Regions from separate parts of the Capsicum annuum genome. Here region 1 is linked to region 2. Evidence: chromatin contacts called from public Hi-C data. All regions are on one chromosome and are shown on one strand. The core of a region is the stretch at or near the end of the contact, and the rest is flanking DNA. Distances in the headings are between cores, read along the strand shown. Region 1 overlaps LOC107847392 (protein LONG AFTER FAR-RED 3). Region 2 holds the start of LOC107847377 (integrin-linked protein kinase 1).

Region 1 (7,136 bases), core at 1,585-4,084, 350 kb after region 2:
ATATTAATCCAAGAATCAAATCCAAGAGATTTCACCATCAATATTTCCAAATTCAAGCAATAAGGTATGTAAAGTTTTCATCCAAGGGTCCCTTCCACCCTTGCAGTTCAAGAAACTTATTTTAAAAACATAAGTTGTTATGCCCATGTTGTTGGTTTGAATGTAATCATGTTGATGTTGTGGTATGCATTTCAAGTTGAAATCTTTAATGTATTTCTTGATATTATGGTGGTACGTAAGTTGAATTTTGATTCTCTTAGGTAGAAATTCCTGAATTATGAATTAATATGGTAGTCATGATGTATTAGTATTGTTGTTCATTCCTAAGTATAAATTTATGCCTTGTAAGTGTTTGATGGAATGTTCATGAGATTAGTTTATGAAATTATGACATATTAGCATGCATTCCTATTTATGTGCAAGTTCACGACTTTCAAGTGCTTGATGAAATGCCTAATAAATTGTATTGTGAGTTGTTGACTATTGTCAAGTATTCAAGAATTATCATGTCTTATTATCTTCATGCTATCGAGTCCTGGGGGTATACCTGACAAATTAGTTGTGTGCCTAGAGCCAGTGCCATTTACAGAATCCATCCCAGCCATGTCACGATCAGTAGTACTCTCAGCTAGTCTCAGAATTTAGGAAAAACTCAGTAGTATTTAGTTCATGCCTCAGTAAAACTCAGTCAGTAAACAGAATTCAGTAGCATTTTGTCAATCAACGGAACTCAGTAAACTTGGTCCAGTTCAGTCTAGTATACTCAGTTCAGTGTCTATTCAGTTGGGAGTAGGATTCAACATCGAGTGAACCCAAGGATAAAGGCTCACCTGCCAGTAAAGGGTGTGATCCTTAGAAGCAGTCCTTGTGTTCCAGAACTACGTAGCCAGCGTAGGTTGAGACATCAAACTTTCCAGATGAGGGTTGATGAGGTAGCTGAACCTGTCAGTTAAGGGTTTCACTATTCGTATTAAAGTACCTGATAGATGAGGGTAACTCTCAGCTTTTATTTACTCGTGGCACAGTATTGACACCCTTCCAATTGGGGTTATAGGTTGGACCCCAAATCAGTTTAAAAGGGGCATATCGGTTAGATGATTACTTCCCACAGTCTCAGTCTCATTCATCAATAAAGAACTCAGATAGTTCTACAGATTTCAGGACTGTCAAATACAGTCATTCAGCTCAGTACAGAACTCAGCTAGTTTCATCAGAGTCAGGACTGTCACTCAGTAACAGTATATCAGTTATCAGTAATCCATATTACTAGTAAACTCAGTATTCAGTATTATTATGACTTAGTTACAGCTTCTGTATTTATGCATGTATTTCTCACTCAGCTATATCCATGTTATTCGGTCAGTTATAGTTCATGCATGTGAACCTTTAAATTCAGTCTACCTCACTTTGCATACCAGTACATTCACGCGTACTAACGCATACTTTTCTCTTGCGTTATGGTATTTTATACCATAGGTTTGGATGCTCAGGTTCCTGATCACACGTAGGTAGATTCAGATTTAGCCTGCAGCAGTAGACTAGCAGTGAGTCCTCATCATTCAAGGATATTCTTTTATTTTATTATCTCATTACATTCAGTATTTCAGTAGATGAAGTTAGTTAGGGGATTGTCCCATCAACTCCACAGTTTAGACAGTTCAGCTAGAGGCTTTTCAGACTAGATATTCAGACAGTTATTTCAGATTTATTTTAGTTATTTGAATCTTATGGCATTTTATCCCATTATTCTGCATTATAACATATTATTACTCAGTTATTGCAGCAGGTATCAGTCATGGGTTAGCTCATGGTCCTTCGGAATTATGAGCACCGTATAGCGTCCGGGATACAGACTCGGGGCGTTACACTATTGGTGAGGAATATTACTATTGGTGCAAGATAATCACCATGATTAGAATTTATTCCTTTACCACCATCACGACTACGACCAGGCATGATCACGACTACGACCAGGACCTTTTCATACCTGGGTTGGCGAAAACTTGCTACATTCACTTCAGAAATTGAGCATTACTAGTAGCTCGGCTCTCGTGATTTTTCATCAAAAGATCATTATGTTGTTCATCAATAAAAAGATGTGAAATTAATTCAGAATACTTTTTAAATCTCATTTCTCGATATTATTGTTGCAATAGTAAACTTGACGCAGAAAAGATGGAGAATGTTTTCTCTAGCATATCATGATCTGTGATATTTTCTCCGCATAAGTTTAACTATGAAATAATTCTAAACATCGTAATTATACGGAGTTGTATCTTTAAAATCTTGTAATCTGACCATCTTCATGTAGTCATATCTATTTTTCAAATTATTCCACTCTTCAAGAGGATCCTTAACAATGAAATACCCCTTTTTGATCCCTCATCAAGGTGACGACGAGGAAATAGCATAGCCTTGGCACTGACTGGATTCAATGTTTGCTTTTTATCTTTGATGGTATCTACCTGACTCATCACATCTAAATGAATTTTGGAATCAAGTGCCAAAATAAGTAGGTTTTATTCGATATATCCAGGGCAACAAATTCATTGTTAGATAGACTCGACATTATTTTTTTAAAAAAAAATAAGTTTCTTACTTTTATTACAGTTAAAAATATTTACTCAAAATGACAGAGGCTCGTGTTGATAATGTGTTATAAAATAGAACAAGATATTAAATTAAGAAAAACAAGCAAAGACAATTTAAAGAGATAGAATGGAGTAGGAAGTACAATTATTTCATTGTATTGTTCATATGTTACAATGTACAATCAAATGGCTATTTATAGCCAACAGTCCTTGGGGACAAAGTCAGCAGTAGCCACTAATAGTACTTGGAGGCCAAGTTTAATAGCTTGGCCACTATATTAGCCACATAACATTACATGGTTATATATACATCATATAACAATCTTTGATAAGTTGGATAGAATTCAAAAGTATGAACTTTTTGTTTTTGCTGGCAAAACAGTCTACACGTTTGCAACATTCTTTTAGATCTTAAAATTAATTTTGCATGATAACTTTAAAGCTATAAATTAACCACGATAATTCAAGTGCTTTCATCCAATTTGGATTACTGTGGTTAATTTTCAGGTTTGAAGTTATCACGCAAAATTAATTCAAGATCTAAAAGAATGTTCCAGACAAGTTTGTTATTTTCTGCGAAAATAAAAAAGTTCATACTTTTAAATTCTATCCAACTTATTAAAGTATAGAATTCTCATTATTAATTGACTATTGGATAGAATTTAAAAGTATGAACTTTTTTGTTTTATTATCTATAGGTTATTTTCGGCGAAAACAAAATAGCTTTTTTGTTTGAATAATCAATTCTAATTATCTTTAATAGGTAAATGGGGCAAATCATAGGTCCTTAATAGTGTCGACAAAGAAAGAAGCATATTAAAAATCATTTGCGCGACGTAAAAAAGTGATTCAACATTTTGACAACCCCTACTATATACCACCACAAAACAAACTAATTGGTATGACATTTGCCAGAAACGTCTTTCCTTGACAGCCCTACTATATACCACCAGTAAACCAACTAATCGGTATGACATTTACCAGAAGTTTGAAAATCTATGAATGAACGTCTTTCCTATTGGGGTATCAGCCTTCGGGCTTTCAAAATAACTTAAAATGTCGGTTCTCAACGCCCAAAAGCTCAGGGATTGAATAGCGTCCTGTGTAACAATTGACTACCTTGGCTGGAAGAGTACTTCCATGCTTTCCGGGAATTATTGAGGAAGCTCTTTATACTGGAATTGCAAAGATCATTGAATGAATAGTTGAGGCAGAGTGCGAGAGAAAGCTCAGACAAGTTATCTTGTGATCTGGTCAAGTCGAAGCGAATCGATAAGCGGAACCGAAGAAGAGTTTTTTCAGCCCAAAAATTAAGAACCAATGGAATATCTATCCATCCATGAACATCAATTGTAACTGCATATACACTAAAGTGAGGTTGGTCCGTATACCTTGAAAGCAGTTCAATGGCAGGTTATGGAAGACATGAAAATGGATGAATGTGAACTAAACTAATTGATACTGATTGATAAACCTTAAAGAAACCTATAGGTTTATTTTAAAAAAGAAATAGATTGGAAATTTAAGTCATGTGGGAGAGTGAATGGAACGCTGCTTATTCAATGGAGGTGGATTAAAGTGATCTAAAACATTTAACCATGGAGACATCCAATAAAACTACAAACCGAAAATCTTGCATCACTTGCACTCATGATTATAGAAACATATATTAAGCAGAGGCTGAAAAAAGGAAAAGGAAAATCACATTCCAGTACATAAAAGCCACAAAATTTCACTAATAAAATTCACAAACACCTTTATAACAGCTTCAAGAATCGTAATGCGGCTGAAGTCAGCCAAGTTCAATTAGCATATCGCGCTTCTTGGCTGGCACAATGTTTTCCATTTTATGTAATCATTCTAAGCATAATTGTTGTTGCCTGTGCTATTCACGTTTAACATCGGGTTTTATGGAGTAAGCCATAGAACCACCAACATATGTTGCCTCAACATCAGCAGAAACTTCAGTTGCTAAGTCTTCCCATGAACTAGTTGACAATACCACAAAATCTGCATATTTTCCGGGAGACAATGATCCAACATATTTATCAAGAAAACATGCATGAGCAGCCGAGATGGTGTACCTGACAGATAAAAATAAGCCAGGATAGGTAACAGAATTTTAGAAAGCATGTTTTCGAAAGAAAAAAACAATTCACGGATATATTGAACCCCATGGTTACACTGACATAGTTCACCAGATAAAGATTGAAAAATTAAAAAGAGAAATATTGGAGAACAAGCCAGCGACATTTAGAAATGTTATTTTTGGTGGGAAAGAGAATTAATTGCAACTATTCTGTTTCTTTTCTTTTTTTGAGTTATCGGCTACTGGCTAGCTCTCATAGGTATCGAGTAACTCTGTCCACAAAGGTCTAGGAAGACGGGAAGAACCCACTTCATTGACAACTAGGACACACCCTTGGTTACAGAAAATGAATTGCACTTTGATTTCTAAGTAACAATTTAACACGACTCATCCAGCATGTGTAATTGACGCAACTGACTACTGTATCATCTATGAAGGTTCTTATCTTCTCACTGTGTACCTCTTATGAAATCAGACCAAGCTGTAACTAATTGTTAGCATTTCCAATGTCAAATTAAATTCAAACGGACCAGAGAGCTGAGCTAATAGCAGCAGATCAGTTAATCGACTATAATATTGATTTTTTCCCCCTGTTGACCACTTAAAGTGGCTTCTCGTGGGTCCTGCTCAAATGAGTTCCAGGCTCAACCAAAAATACCATAGATTTGCTACATAAAGAATTATCTCAATGCGCAGATAAGAGTGGACTGCTGAAATAACAAATGACTCAAACAGAACAACACCACTTACGCTTTTAATGCATCCTTGAGACACAAGCATTCTGATGGAATCCAAGCCTTTTCCCAATGGGGAGGTATTCTCTTCATCGATGTTCTTATGCTTTTCAATGGATTAATATCTACTACCTGAAAAGAGAACAGAATTTAACAAGAAATTAGAGGGTGTTTAGACGGGCTTATTTTTAAGTCTTTATTTTTAAGCACTTTTTTATTTTTGGAGGTGTTTGGCCCAGATACAAAGTGTTTTTAAGTACTTCACTTTAGGCTTAAAAAGTACACAAAAGAAAGCTAAAAGCCAAAAGTTGGTTGGCTTTTAGCTTTTAGCTTATAAGTCACTTTAAAAAAGCCAATCAAACACCCCCTTAGTACTGAGTTACTGACAGAAACATTAAGAGATGAAATCCAGAAATCACATACTGGCCAATCTGAGCCAAATGCCAATTGAGCATTGTTCGTCAGGAGTGACTTGAACAGATAAGCTCCTCTTTCTGCCCTTTCAGAACCAAGTTTCTTAGTTGCAGAATCAGCATCATCCAGTAAGTGATCTGGCTGTTCATGTAGATTTTGTTATATTATTTTATTCGAGGCATCTTGAAAACTTAGAAATTGATATGAATCGCCAATGCTGACGAAAATGGATAGTGATAGAGTTTGTTAGACCTGGCTTCTTGCATATATTTACATAGAGATTTGAATGTGAGTTTCTAAACACTTAACCACTGGAGTGCCTTTAAAGCACACACGCCATAATCCTCATTATTTATTATCTATATGAACATAATTAATCTCAATAGTGAAGAATGAGATACAACATCTGAAAAATAACCTGCACTGAAGCAATTAAAGATTGTTCACCAAAACGAGCTACTGTTCCTGGAGCCAAATGTTGAGCATGCTCAATCTGTGAAGTAGTAGTAATAATTAGAAGATTACTTGAAGATTCTACTCCTCAAAGGAATCACTGACCTCAAAAGAGTTCTAATTAATCTCTAATCTTTACAGCAATTAGGTATACCCTAAATCTTCTGTCTCTATTTCGTTTCTCCGACACCAGAGACGCATACATATCCAATACCAATTCATTAGCTCTGTCACCAATAGCATGGATGCTGACCTGAAATGTAAATTATAACCCGAAGAGCAGTGAATTTTGCAACTTCAAAAGAGATGAAATGGTAGATAAAAATGATGAGCTGAAGACCTGAAGGCCAGATTTATCTGAAGAAAGAGTCATGTTGTATAGACCATCCAGATCCACCACTTGCAGCCCGTAATTGTTTGGATCATCAGCATATGGCTAAGAGACATAACAGATATCAGAACACCAAATACAATGAAGCACACCCCCAACCACCCCGCCCCCACCCACCCACCTGAGGTTCGGGCCCTGTCACATTTAACTGCCCATGCAGAATGTATAACGGAATGTGTATTCAGAAAAATGCTTGTCAAAGACAAACAAGCAGGTCACCTAGGTCCACCAAGAAATAGAGAAGATAGAACCCTGAAGGAGAATTTAGAGAAATTTGTGTTATAGAGAGGCTCTTCCAAACCAGCAAGCATCTTATTCTTACCTCATGAAACAATGCACTGTTAGATCCTAAAGACCCATCAGCAAAAGCCTTGACACCACCCAAATATATCCATTGGCTCAGCACGCGGCCTGACTTGCTCATAAGATCCTGAATACCAGTACAAGATTTTAAAAATCAAGCT
Region 2 (7,590 bases), core at 637-3,136:
CATAATTCGAGGTTCATTGGGGTGCAAATGCTGATTGAAACAAGTGACAAGAATAACAACTGTAAATATGCCCTACAGCAATAAGTGAGGAGGATACTTTCACAAAACATATTAATACAATTCAGAGATTAGATTCAATAACATTTTTCAGTCATACCAAACACAATACATCATACATATACTCCTTTAAGTCGTGTTACTTTTTGGATTTTGAGATTCGAACAATTCTTCTTTGACCAGAGGCGGATCCAGGATTTTGAAGCTCCGAGTGCCAGGATAAATAGTAACGTATGCAACATTTTGCGGAAGTGGTCTCATTATCCATAGAGGAAATCTATGACATTATCCATAGAGGAAATCTATGTTTAAATTTGTAAACTGCCTTTTAAACAATGTAAGGCACTGCCTTTTTGGTATGGCTAGGTCTTTTCTTAGTTGCACATTTTATAGTTTAAAAAAAATAAAATCTCCTCCAGCAGATTCGAACTTGGGTCCCCAAGCAGCAAATTGCGACCTCTAGACATTGGTGCAACAAGCCCCTCTGTTACTTTGGGTGCCACAGTTAATATTTATACTAAATTCGTGTACAATATCTACAGATATACACATGTAAATATAGAGTTTCAATCGAGACTACGGGTGCCGTGGCACCCCCAACCCAATACATAGATCCGCCCCTGTCTTTGACCGTGACTTTTTTCATGTATATTCTAAATATTTTATATTTTCAATTACTATGACTTACATTACTTTATAATTAATTTCCAAATATGAAGGAGTAAATTTAATTTAAAAATTTGAAGTTTCCGAGCCCGAATTAAAAAGGACAGCCCTTGCTATGTGCGGGATCAGGGAAGGACCGGATCACAAATGTCAATTTTACACAGTCTTGCCCTGCATTTCTACAAGAGACTGTTTCCACGGCTTGAACAAGATCTGGAGGTAACATGGTGGCAATTTTACCCGTTAAGTCAAGCCTCCCCTTCCGCACCTGAATTCAAAGTCAAAATTAAACTTCTTGACCATCCAAATCCAAATTATGTCAGATAAATTCAGGCAGTACAGTTTATGAGCCAAAAAAATTGCAAAAGCAAAAAAATTACCGTGCTTCCCCATCGATCACGGGCATCAATATTAGCCTTCCTACACAACAAAAGCTTAGCAACCTCTACATGTCCTTCACAAGCAGCAATATGCAAAGCAGTCCTTCCATCTAAATCAATACTATTAACATCAACATCTTCATCCAACAGTTCCTTAACTCCATTCACATCACCTTGACATGCCATGAACAATAGCTGCATCGTCGAATCCAAATTATCCGGTACAGCATTTTCGAATGATGGACATCTACGTATTGGATCGAGCGATGATTGCCTACCAAAGCTAAATCTCATATTGTTATTCCTTGGATCCATTGAGTTTTGTCTTTTGAAACTGAATTTACCGCTCATTCTCAATGATCCTGTTGAGAATTGTCGAGATATTCCTCGTGTTAGACGGTTTTTTAGATCCATTTAACCGTTTATAACAACTTTTCACCTCTATATTTCAATAACACAATTATAATAATTTCATCATCATCATGAGAAGAAATGCCAAAACATGTTTAAAAAAAAAAATGTATATGTGGGATTATGAAATCTAGGAGGATTTGTTGTAAAGGAATTGAAAGTAGAGAATTGAGAATAAATTTCTCAGAGAAAGAAAGAAAGAAAGAAAAGTGCGTTACAATCTGGAGGAAATGAACGGGATATTATGAAATGAAAATGCTTTCAGGTACAAACATCCACACAGATTCCCGGAAAATACGTTATGATACTGATGTGTTTTGGGAGAATAGTCCACTTATTTTCCCTTTTTTCTTTCATTTTGTTTTCTTGTAATACCGTAGGTAAAAGCTTATCCGTATCAAAAATATTTACACTCAATTACAATTAATAAACAAAAGACGCGTGTCACTTTATATTATTGCAACTATTAGTAGTTAGCTGGTTAATTACAATGTGTTTTACACTTGATTTTAAATAATAATATCAATAAATTTGATGGTCTTTCTATTCTCTCCTAAATCAATCAATACTACATTGCTGCTTATCAAAGGTCATTATTGGCTATTGCAAACATGAAAACTTTTCCATTTATCGGATTTCATTACCAACTAGACATCAATCAATCAATATATATAGGCTGAACTCATCGACAGACATCTAAAGTTTCTGCGATCTTTCACTGAGTAAATTTTATTCATGATCACTACAAACCTGAAAACTTTTCCACTTATCGAATTTCATTACCAACTAGACATCAATCAATCAATATATATAGACTGAACTCATCGACAGGCATCTAAAGTTTCAGTGATCTTTCATTGAGTAAATTTTATTCATGGTCACTTAACTTTGTATCTATTATGCAAAAGTCATTTTTCTTTCATTCATTTTATCCATGGTCACTTAACTTTATATCTATTACGCAAAAATCACTTTTCTTTTATTCATTACACAAAAGTCATTTAACTTTACCCCAACCATCACAAAAGTCACTATAACCGAATTTTACAATAATTATATCAAAAAAATTATGTGGCAACCTTAATTAGTTCTTATATGGTGTTTGGATAAGATTATACGTTGGTCAAAATGGCTTAAAAGCCACTTTTTACTTTTACGAGTGTTTGGCAAGTTTCAAAATTGCTTTAAAAAAGCCGAAAATTGTTTTTTATAAGCTAAAAACTAAAAACTCCAATTCCAACTTATTTTTTTTTTTTGGGGCTTTTAAGCCATTGTAGTTTGACCAATTAAAAGACATTTTTGTCCCTCAAAATTCTCCCTTATTCCAAAATTACCTTTGTGTAGCCGCAAAATAGCTTTTAATGCTTGTATTAATTGAATATTTTCACTTTTTGTAATATTAGTACTTCTTTTGTATGATACTTCTAATTTATGAAATATGAATTTTTATATATTATTCCCCTTCTTTAATATATTCTTTTAAATTTAGACAACTATTATTGTACAACATATGAATTTCTCTAATAAAAAAATAATTCACCAACCAAAATATATGGAGAATACTCATTAAAGATAAACAACTTCATGGACGATTAGTGAATGATCCATCTATGTTTCACGATGCAACATTTGTATTTACCAATGTTTTAATGGTGATAGTCATTACTAAATCAACGATTAATATATTTCTAATTAAGATTCTTTTTATCAAACAAATAGTATCATTTGTAACCAACTATCTATCTATTAATGTAATTATAATAATTAGTAACATATATAGTTTGCTTAATGATTTAAACTCTTTTAACAAAAAAGGTTTTTTAGTGCACAAATTAATAGTCATTCATGAAAATATTTTTAATATATATATATATATTAAAATATATATTAATTTTAATTTGAATCATTTTAGATATAAAAATTAATAATAATCAACTCTATGTATTGTGAACAGCTTTAAGGGTATTTCAGACATTTTGACCTAAAAAGTGCTTAAAAGCATTTGTTTACCAAACACATCAATAACTTTTTTTCAGTTTCAGCACTTTTATTCAAACACGTAACTGTTTATTTTTAAAATAAGTTCAGCACTTTCAAAAGCACTTTTAAAGAATTTTTTAAAAGCCACTTTTTTTGGCCTATCCAAACGGGACCTTAATGTCACGACCCGATTTTCGAGTCATGATGGCACCTACCACATCCCACCGGTAGGTAAGCCAATACCGTAATCAGGAGCTATTGCAGTTGGTTACCTTGGAAAGAATGTCCAACTTGGACCCATATGTGAACACAATATATAACAACAATATTTCACAACAAAGGACAGCCGATATTCAAACACAAATCCCACGACCTGATAGTATTAATACAAGAGCTTCTAAAGTTGACAAGAGGAATTTACAATCTCAGAATCTAAAATGTCTTCAATAATCTCATACATTTGTCTCGAAAGCAAAAGACAAATAAGAATAGAGGGGAAAGAGGGAAACTCAATCTCCAAGAGCTCACCCTATCTCCGAATAGTCAACTCGCATGAACTAGCTCAATGGCAGCAACTAGAACCTGGGTCTGCACCAAAAAGGTACAGAAGTGTAGTATAAGTACCAAAACATGGGTACTCATTAGGCATCATCGACCGACTGAGCTCAAATATAATATAAAGACGATATAACGTTAGACAATGATCTTAAAGTCAAGGGATAAGATCAAACCTGAATCTGCTTTGATACCACTGTAACAACATCTATACTACTAAAGCAATAACATGACATACTATCTCAATATACCCCACAATCTCCATAACAGCTGAGTATCATTTCAAAAGCATAAAGCCATATGCACAATCGCAAAGCATCTACAATCATCATCAACCATCTTTAGAACATAAACACAAGAACTTACCACGACGCCCCATACCATCGGGAAGTACATGAAAGAGAGCACAACAAAGAACTCATCACGGCGTCCCATACCACCGGAGAACACACAAAAGAATATCAAACAAGAACTCATCACAGCGTCCCATACCATCGGAAAGTACACCAAAGAATACAATCAATAAATACACTAAAGCATAACTACTCCATCAATTTACCGAAAACTGCGGGTAGAACAACCCTGCCATGGCTCATTACCAAAATCCACTTCCAAATACCCATACCGTAATTGAACATAAAGAAACCAACATTGCCATAACATAGGCATGCAATCATTAATTCTATAATTCATTGATAAATACCGCAAAGTCCATACTAATTAACCTTATTTTTTCAAAAGTCAAAAGATTACAAGTCTTAAAATTACTAGTCATCAAGTTGGGGAAAAACTACAAGCCACCCATAGTATAGATTATTCAACTATCATAAGGCCATTCTTTAACTAGCATCATCATGACATGAATTATCAACTAAGCCATCTCAAATTCATATGTTACGAGATAATTTAACTAACTATCACGCAATACTAGATCCATCATCTCTAAGCATGTCATAACCTTAAGGACTAGTTTCCATATTTTAATCAATCCACCAACTAGTTTACTAGGTTCCAAATAATAATCATATATTTTAGAAGTAGTTAGTTATCACATAAGCCATCTTACTACGCAAGATTTCATAATATAACTTCTTATTCCAATGAAGTATATATATTAGGTTAGCCCTTGAATTTGTATGCAAGTTTACACATGACGCTAAGTCTTAACTTAATATTAAGCATAAATTTCCTCCAGTAGCTAATTTAGCATAAAAAAGAGTCACACCTCTTATATAGTGATTTGGAACAAGAAATGAATAACAATTTACCAAGAGAGACCTCATAATTCAATCACATAGGCGATTGGCCCCACACAGCCTAACCTTACAAATATCAACGCATATAAGTAAATTTGCCCCACACAGTATCATATGTTCTTACCTTTTTCATATTTACAGGGAATCATTACAATATCAACATATTCCTCTGGATTTATCAGGCATCATCATAATATTACACATTCCTCCAAACTCGAATCGGGCCATCATTATAAGATCACGTATTTCTCCAAATTCATCGGGCATCATCATAATATCACACATTTCTTTAGACTCGAATTGGGCATCATCATAATATCACGCATTCCTCCGAACTCAAACCGAGCATCACCATAATATCACATATTCCTCCGAATTCACTAGGCATCATCATAATATCATATATTTCTCTAGATACACAACATACATCCACATACATAACCAAACCAATAAGCATACACAAAAGCTCATAATATATAAAGAAGTAGGGATATAGGATAACACTTTCCATTTTACCTTACTAATAATCTTCACACGTAATATGAGCATCAACAAGAGCATGAGTATTTACAAGGCATGCACAATAGTCACTTAAGAAGATTATTAAAGTCATGATCACAAGATAATTCGATAATCGAGTTCAACCATCACAACTCCTATGTACAAATAATTTAGACAATCACCACTTATCTAGGTCGCTAAGCATTTACTTAGTCCAAGCTTAAGGTGGGTCAAGTCCCACTTCTAAATTCCGAGAATGTGAAGCTTACTAACAAAAGTCTAGATTCTAACCGGAATTAAGCTAGGTCATCCATACCTCAACATAATGGCTTACCAATCCTTTCTAGGTCCATAGGGAAAGTTTTTCAAGAATCCTTCCTAAGTCAACCCAACCCTAAGGTCATCTCCTATCTAGGCATTATATAGGTCAATACACTCCTAAGGATAGAGAAGTATACCATTTATGTTTACTTAGAATAACTATAGTGTTCTCACACTAGTCATGAGACCATAATTAAGTTAACTGAGATCCTAGACTAAGGGTTAAATATGATATCTTACAAATTCATTGCCTATAGCAATTAATAAATTCCAAGTTCACTATTTAACTAACTATCATTTAAATTTCCTACCCAATCTCGTGAGATATCAATGATTACATTACAAACAAGTTCAATCTAGACTACGAGTAAGCCTAACCTACTTTGAATCTAAGCAACTTACGAACCAATACGTTTTTCCTTTCCTTTCTAAGGGGCTTCCTCTTCCACAAGCAATGCTATCAATAATATAATCTAAGCATTACAACAAGAATGACAATATCCATTATAGCATCATTGTGCCATGGGTTTCAAATGGACACCAAAACCCCAATTGGGTTTCACCCTTGGAAAAGAGTTTCCAAGACCAACCCATAACCTAATTATCTTTAGGGAGTTAAAACTCCCAAGTAATTTGAGTCAATCGCTTAATTTTGGGGCTACAATTGACCCAGAATCATTTAGGGGATTTGAGTCAAGAAACCATGAAATCAATATCAAATTAGAGGAATTCTTACCTTAGATTTGAAGAAAAAAATTGGATTACACAAGTTGCTAAGCTTCTAATCAACCCATAAGACTCATTTTTTTGTCAATAAATATTTATAGCTACTAGGGTTTTTAAAATTCTAAAGAATGTCTTAAAAATCGGCCAAAAGGACCTTTTTATACGAGTTTAGATAGGCCCATAAGGTCAAAACTTATTTTTGACCTTCCGGACTCATTCAGACTCTGTTTTTCGCAAACGAACTATGTAACCCTACTAAATTCGACATTTCAAAAGCATTGGTGTCACACCCCATTTTCCTCGCAGAAGGCGAGATTCGACTTGACAAACTCTTGGGATGCATTTAAGAAAAGGGTGTGAAGAGTTGCCACCTAACGCATTAAGGTGCGTTAGGGCACCGATCTAGGCTACTACAAACCTATTTTGTCGTTTTGTCTTAGTTCACCAAAGTTTGGGTAAGGGTTCAAATTACCTTAAAAGGAAGGTGTTAGGCACCTTTCGAGGTCCACAAAGGTGGTTCCCGGCCGAATTCATACTTTACATGGGGATTCCATGTGATCAAATAAAGGTCTCTTCTTTTATTATTAATTTACTATTTAGCTAAGCGATAAGATAATTAATAAACAAACACATGTCATTTGTTAATGCTAATTGTCGATTATCTAGGTGATAAAATAAATAAAAAAACATAGAAATAAGATAAGCGAGGAGAAAGAAACGACATAATTTATAATAAA

Evidence for each region. A called contact is a pair of places that touch in the nucleus more often than the background predicts.
Region 1: a contact with region 2 is called in a Hi-C map of placenta, with 2.4 times the contacts expected there. The contact joins the enhancer-like site here to the promoter of LOC107847377 in region 2. A contact is called at or near these places in 3 of 5 Hi-C or Micro-C datasets (bud, leaf and placenta).

Annotation. Positions count from the first base shown.
Region 1 is chr1:226,289,902-226,297,037 of UCD10Xv1.1, forward strand. It overlaps LOC107847392 (protein LONG AFTER FAR-RED 3), which reads right to left. Exons shown (of 13, transcript XM_047409219.1): 7 at 6,995-7,102; 8 at 6,622-6,717; 9 at 6,436-6,534; 10 at 6,247-6,321; 11 at 5,838-5,969; 12 at 5,431-5,546; 13 at 4,204-4,675. The coding sequence ends at 4,477. Among protein-coding and RNA genes, the nearest start is that of LOC107847392, 39 kb to the right of the region's middle. Within about 2 kb of position 2,835, at least 1 of the 5 cell types and tissues checked has an H3K27ac peak or open chromatin away from gene starts, as enhancers often do.
Region 2 is chr1:225,938,383-225,945,972 of UCD10Xv1.1, forward strand. LOC107847377 (integrin-linked protein kinase 1) reads right to left here and starts at 1,887. Exons shown (of 12, transcript XM_016691583.2): 1 at 1,104-1,887. The coding sequence starts at 1,517.